Regions from separate parts of the Mus musculus genome. Here region 2 is linked to region 1. A link is a contact called in public HiCAR-type data. All regions are on one chromosome and are shown on one strand. The core of a region is the stretch at or near the end of the contact, and the rest is flanking DNA. Distances in the headings are between cores, read along the strand shown.

What was found. HiCAR-type assays count read pairs that join an accessible place to other places.
Region 2: a HiCAR-type map of astrocytes shows a contact between it and region 1, with 4 times the contacts expected there. The contact joins the promoter of Glrx5 here to the promoter of Ppp4r4 in region 1. A contact is called at or near these places in 1 of 39 promoter capture datasets (pre-B cells) and 2 of 115 datasets of contacts at active chromatin or transcription factors (astrocytes and stem cell-derived neural progenitor cells).

What each region holds. Positions count from the first base shown.
Region 1 is chr12:103,530,840-103,534,184 of GRCm38.p6, reverse strand. It overlaps Ppp4r4 (protein phosphatase 4, regulatory subunit 4), which reads right to left and starts at 1,620. Exons shown (of 25, transcript NM_028980.3): 1 at 1,443-1,620; 2 at 41-114. The coding sequence starts at 1,565.
Region 2 is chr12:105,031,065-105,034,409 of GRCm38.p6, reverse strand. Glrx5 (glutaredoxin 5) reads right to left here and starts at 1,792. Exons shown (of 2, transcript NM_028419.3): 1 at 1,428-1,792. The coding sequence starts at 1,710. It overlaps Snhg10 (small nucleolar RNA host gene 10), which reads left to right and starts at 2,131. Exons shown (of 2, transcript NR_003145.3): 1 at 2,131-2,450. Gm46374 (a long non-coding RNA gene) reads left to right here. Exons shown (of 3, transcript XR_003950254.1): 2 at 309-551; 3 at 718-1,432. It overlaps Mir3069 (microRNA 3069), which reads left to right and starts at 3,269; the gene lies at 3,269-3,333. It also overlaps Scarna13.

The DNA.
Region 1 (3,345 bases), core at 371-2,870:
AGGCAAAGGGCAGCAATTTGCAAGAAAGAGTGAGACCTACCTGAGCAGATAAACAGCCCTGTCAATATCACTGAGATCTTCATCAACAGTCAGTCTTTCTATTTCTTCTGGTGTCTGTCAAGGATAAAATGCAAATTAGGCACACAAACATTTGGTCACTGTTGGCTCCCAAAGACCCTTGAAGACCCTATTGGTAAAAATTCACAATTATAGCAATGACAACTAATCTGGAATCTGAGGATTGTTCTACACCATATTAAACACAGATCTCCAGTTGAGTGCTGAGAGGGGGGACTATCTGTACTCTTCTGCCTTATAGACTGTAGGACCTCAATGGAATCAACTTCATTACACATACATACCACATGTGAACATATTTACCTATATATTCACATATTTTTTTGTCTTCAACGCAGTACCCCAAGCCGCTACAACATTTTCCACACTGGGAAATGCTTTAAAGGGGAGTTGAATAAAACAGAAAGGACAAGCTTTGTAGCTCCTGTTGGGAACCGAATGAACTCAGACGGAAAGAAAATCAAAGGCTCTAGAAAGGTAATGAAGAACTGGCAAGAAGGGTAGGGAAGGGGCCCATAAACTAGGTTTGTCATCTGTGAGGATGAGGGTTGAAACCCCACAAGGCTGGAAAGATGACTCTGCGGGGTTGGGGAGCGAGGTAGGGGGGGAAACAGAAGGTTGACTCCCCTCAAGGGGGCTGGGGAGCAGGGTCCCGCCTACAGTCCTGGAGGACCTGGGAGGAAAAGGATGCATGGTGACTCAGGATGGGAGGCAAGGGTTGAGGAGAAGCTTTCAAACCCTAAACTAGGGCGACTCTGGGAAGGGTGCCTCTCCTTGGAAGGTGAAGGAGGCCATGCTGCACGGGGAGACCCAAGCTTGATCTTATGCAGAGGTGGGGGTAGGACCGTGAAAGGATGGGACCTGAGACGTCCGGGCGAGAGATGGAACTAGGGCTGTGTGAAACCCAGGATGGGCCAGCGACCAGAACCTGGGACAGCACCACGGGCTGAGGAGCTGGCTGCGGAGGCTGGCCCCGAGAACAGCGGCTTGGCCGTTCCTGGGGGAGGCCGGAGCCGGGTGGGGCGCAGGGCTGGCCGCAGTCGGGGGACCAAGTCGGGGGGGCCCGGCTGATTCCAGTTAGTCAGGGGCAGGTTGATTTCAGTTCGGAGACTGGGCTGGCCGTAGTCAAGGGACCCAGCCGGCTCCAGTCAGAGGAAGGGACTAGCCTCAGTCAGGAGGCAGGGCTAGCTCTAGCCAGGGTAAGGGACTGGTTCCAGTCAGGGGTCAGGGACAGGCCGACCCTTGGCTGCGGCAGGGAATGAAGCTCTGAAGCGGCTGCGGTGACAGGGCGACTGGCGCTGGAGCGCCGAGGGGCAGTCGGACGGCGGGCAGCCCTGAGGGGAGCGTCTCTCGGTCCCGCGCACCTTGAGGCTCCGGCGGACCGGCCTCTCGATGATGGTGAGCTCCTGCAGGTCCTCCATGTAGCCAAACAGGCTGTTCTGCCCGAAATCCATCGCGACGCCGGCGTCGGGCGGCGGCGGATGCATGGACCGCCGAGGGGCTCCCTCGCCGGCCCGCCCGAGCGGCCCCGGGATGCCGGACGCGCGCAGCCCCGCGCCGCCCACCAGAAGGACTCTCTGGTCCCGCTCTCGGCCGCGGGGAAGCAGAGCAAGAGGCCGCAGGCGACGAGAACACGAGCGCGGCGGGAGCCGGAGAGCAGCGCACCGAGGGGGCGGGGCGGGTGGAGGGGGCGGGGCGGGTGGAGGGGGCGGGACCAGAACAGGGAGCCGCCTCAGCGGCCGCCTCGGCCCCGCCCCCGCCCGGGGTCTGCGCGCGAGGTAGGACGCAACTGCCGCGCAACGACGCTCCCTGGTCCGGCTCCCTGGGCCCCCGCCCCACCCTTATGGGGCGAGCCCCGCCCCTCGGCGCGTGCGCAGAGCTCTCCGCGTCCCCAGGCGGCCAGGAGGCGGGCCGGGGGCGGGAAATGGGCGCGGGCAGGCTGAGCCAATGAGAGTGAAGCGGGGGAAGTGTGCAGTGTGCTGGGCTCCTCTGCACCTGTGAGAGTGACTTTCTGGTTATTTGGTGGCTGCTCTGCTGGCCTGCTTCTGGTGTAGACAAGCCCCTGCTAACTCAACTCCCGGCCTAGGGACCCTCGAGTGGCCAAATCAAGCTGGTTTAGTGCCTAGTGTGTGCCTGAGGATAGGAGACAGGTATATGCGAATACAGTTCTGCAGTCCTGACGTTGGAAGAAGGAAAATGTCCCAAAATGCCTTCTTTAAAAAAAAAAAAAAAAAAAAAAAAGACCTATACTGAATCCTGAAAAATCAATAAGGATTTACTAAGAGAGGTTACAGCCAGCCCTTTCGGATAAAACTTGGGCCATGATGAGTGCAGCTCTTCTTAGAGAACTGGGAGGTAGTGCTTAGCACAGTGGGTAGAAAGAGATGTGTAAGACCTCGGTGGAGCACTACCTTGCTCTTGCTCTAGGGGAGCACATTGATTCAACTCGCTTACATTTGGTTCTAGTCAAAATAAGACAGGGAAGGGTTGGAGAGATGACCCAGTTGTTAAAAACACTGGCTCCTCTTCCAGAAGACACAGTTTCTATACCTAGCGCTACTGTAGGGACTAGTAAACCCCTGAAAGTCCAATTCCAGGGCCCTCTTTTGACCGCCTGACAATACGCAGACGTGCACAGCCATTTACATAGGTAAAAGTGCCACACCTGACACTCAGTTCCATCCATTGGACACAGTGAAAGAAGGGACTGAGTCTTACAAGTTGTCCAATGACCTCCACACTCACTCCATCTTACAGGCATGCACACACACACACCACACACATGATGTCTCAAAGAGTAAGAACACTTGCTGGGCAGTTCTAAAGAAATGAATTCAGATCCTAGCACCCACATTTAATAATAATAATTTTTAAAAAGCCAGCATGAGCCTGTAACCCCCACACGTGGGGGCTGAAGACAAAAGGACCCCAAGAGCTTGCAATCTGCCTTCCACTTCCATGAGAGACCCTACCATGACGGAGAAAAGCAGGGCAAGACACTGGATAGCTTCCTCTGGCTTCTTCATGAAACAAACCATTAGCTCTCAAAGCCAGGACAAAGGGCCAAGGTGCCTATTTGATACATCCAATCGGACCTGGTCTCCAGGTTCTCCTAGCATCCCTCATTCCCTGCCTGTTAGAGGGTATGGCTAGCACACTCTGCCCTCTACCCTGAACTCCCCAGCCCAGGGGCTGCCTGCCCTTCCCCCCAGAGGCTCTTCCCCATATAACCCAGACATCTTGGTTACTCGCCCTATTTGTACCTTT
Region 2 (3,345 bases), core at 543-3,042, 1.5 Mb before region 1:
GCCCATCAACACTATCACAGGGAACAAGTGTGGGGTTAGCCACTTAACAACATGGAGGAAAAGTGCTTTGGAAGCCATCAGATTCAATAATAAAGTTGCTGCCACGTGGTGGGTGCCTTCTGTGCCAGAGAGGATGACATTATTATATACAGTAGAGAAGGGGGTGGGGGGTTCCCACAATGCAGTGCAGCCTGACTTTGAACTGGTGGTCCCCCTGCCTCCGCCTGAAGAGAGCTGGGTTATGGAAGTGAGTTACTATACCCGGCTGTAATTCTTATTTTCTCTCGTTTCCTCGTGGACTCTGCCAGGTTCGGTGTCATAATCTTCATTATACTGAGAAGGCAGTATAATGAAGTAGTATTACAGTAGGCTGTGCTGCAGACCCACCACAGATGATTCCAAGCCAAACCTGCTCTCCACGGCCCCAGCCTCATCAAGAAGAATGACCATACGACGAACAACTATAATCAGTAATTGCAAATGTTGCATACTCCATTCTAACACAGACAAGTCTCCTCTCAGCACAGTGACCAACCCAGAGCACTAAATCAGTAAGATGGGGGGGGGGGGGCTACTTGAATACAGGGTTCCCCGGATTCCACTGAAGGAGGAGCAGGGTGCGGGGAGGGGGCAGCTTTCCCATTACCCGGCCCACCTTGACCGATTCTTGCCAAGAATCAGAACCAAATCCCTGGCCTTTCTCTTCCTCGCTCACAGCAAGCACAAGACGGAGAGAAAGGCGCCTGCCTGGTACTGTGTATAAAGGATTCCAACTAGACGTCAGGACGCAGTCGCTTTGCCTTGGGGCCAGTAAAAAGCTGTTCTGCTCTCTGCCCTTTGGGCCCAACCTGGCCGCAGTTTGCTAATCTGGTCGGGGGTCAGAAGTTTTCTTAGTGGCTTCCTCTTTCCGCTGAGCCTCTACCATGTCTTAGTCTCCACACACTGTTCTTTGATGCTACAGTATCTAAAAAACAAACTTCGTGTCTTTCCCAACGTGAGTCCGGCTAGACTATGGTGAAACCTTCTCTCCAGCAAGAAGACAGTCCCTGACCCTCGGGGCCTTAAACATTATTAGTCAGCCTCTGACCTCGTTAGGCACACACAGGCAAGCCTGAAACCTCTTCCCTACATACGTAGTAGCATCAGTCCCTCACCTAGCAAGTACGCTGCTGGCTTCCAAGCCCTCAAATTGTCCCCAAGGGTATTCGCAGTGAGTCCCCCTCTCAGCCAGCCACTCCCCAGTCGACCTGCTCAGAGGGGATCATGATGCCGACTACCCCCTCTCCTATGCAGTCAGAAACATCTCGCCCCGAGGTGGGCCGAGGCGAACCCTCCGCCCATGTGGCTACACAACCAGGGAAGGCCCTTGCTCCTCGGGATCTGCTCAAGTTCACCGCGCCCTCGCAATCGGATCCCACGGGCCTGACCTTGCCTCAGCTCCGGGTCGTCCAGCACGTTGTAGGCCGCATAGTCGCGAACACCGTGCAGCCGCAGAATCTGCACCACGGCGTTGCTGAAGCCGCACTGGGGCTGCTCGGGCGTCCCCTTGAGGAACACCACCACCTTGTCCTTCTTCACCAGCGCGTCCAGCTGCTCCGCCTGGCCGCCCGAGCTCGCCGCCCGCACGCCGGCTCCGGGCAGGCCACCGCCACCAGCGCTTCGCCCCCAGCGCAGCAGAGCCGCCGCCGCCCGGCTCAGGGACGCGCTCATGCCCGCTCGCTGTCCACCGCCTCTGCGGCCACTCCAGGGCTTACAGAGCCCGTGGTGTCCGGCCGGCCCACCAGAGGCTCTCATTGGACAAGCTCTGGGATGAGTCTCGTGATTGGACAATACTGGCTCAATTCCACCAATCACATCGCTTACACCGTAGGGTGGGCCTTCCCTGGGAGCCGCGTCCTACAGGCTTGCTAGTGAGCGAGGACGACCGCTTTGCGTGTTGATTGGACAAATCGGACGTCCGTCGGTGAAGGGCATGAAGAGGCGTGACTAGAGGAAGCCGGCTTTCCTCGTGCGGGCGTTCGAGGCCTGGCCGGATACGCCAAGATGATAGGGCAGGCGCGAGGCGGGGCTTCTGCCGCCCGCGGCACGCCGGGAAGGAGTCACGTCCAGACGCAGCTTCCGGTTCCTTTTGCGGTGATTGCTACGGTAACGCGGCCGGTAGTCCTGCGATGGCGTGCACCAGAGAGGAGGTGGCCTTCCATGCCTCACCGGCTGAGGCCAGCCGCGAACCTGGCGTGTCCTGGTCTGCCCGGGGCTCCAGCCTCCGACCCGCCATGCACATGGACATCCAAGCCGTGTCCTGCGGCCTCCCGTGGGATTCTTCCTCCAGAATGAGGTTTTTTTTTTTTTTAGCATAAAACTATAAGTATTGTGTATGTATGATCTGCGTGCATGCATCTTCAGAAGACGACTTTTATAAAGGGTCCGGGGATGGAACTCTAGCTTGCAGGGTAAGTCCCTTGGCACGCTGAGCCCTCTCCCTGGCCTCTAGAATGATGCTCTTCTCGTAGAAACGTGTAAAGTGCTCTAGCCGTGGGACGGCTGGCTTTGGGGTCTCGGTGACTACTGGGGTCGGGAAGGATTGAAAGAACAAGGGAATTGGTGGGTTGCCGGGCCCTGTGGCCATTGTCTGCAACGTTGCCTTGCCTCTTAAGAGGCTGAGGCAGGAGGATCAGTTGAACTCAGGAGTTCTAAATAAGCCCGAGTCAGCCCGGGCCGTACAGCAGGACCCTTTTTAAGAGGGAAAACGGAGGGTGAGGATGTAGCTCAGTAGGAAGTCGTTTTCCTAGTGTAAGCGACGTCCAGAGTTCCACCCCGTCACATGCACACAGACAGTAATAAAAGAGAGTATTCTCTTAGTGAATTCCGGTGTAGATGATGATGGCCCCAGGGTAGAGTGCTTGCTTGCACATCTGCTGGGGATGGTGCAGAAGAGTGGGCAGGCGCGTCGTTTTTTTACATGGACTTCCCCCTAGAACAGAGCCCCGGGTGTGGTCAGTTCTCCCGCCGGTAGTACGCAGATCCAGATCCTGGCCAGCAGGCCTCCGCAGCCCACTATCTAATCTGCAGTCTTGGCCCTGCGCTGGGTTAGCGGTACCCTAGAGCACACCAGACTTGCAGAGAAAGCAGACAACAGAGGAAGCTGAGGCATGCCTGCTCGAGAGGCAGCAGGCCCATGTGCAATTTTCCTCTGATAGGGCCTGGGTACTGTTGCCACGGTGATAATGGCTGTGCCGTGTCATTGTCGATCCACCAACAGTCAGAGAAGCTTGGCAGTCAAGATATTGTTTAGCAGACGGAGCGGTTTCTGTTGGACACTAAGTACTGCCACAAAACCTCGAGCGA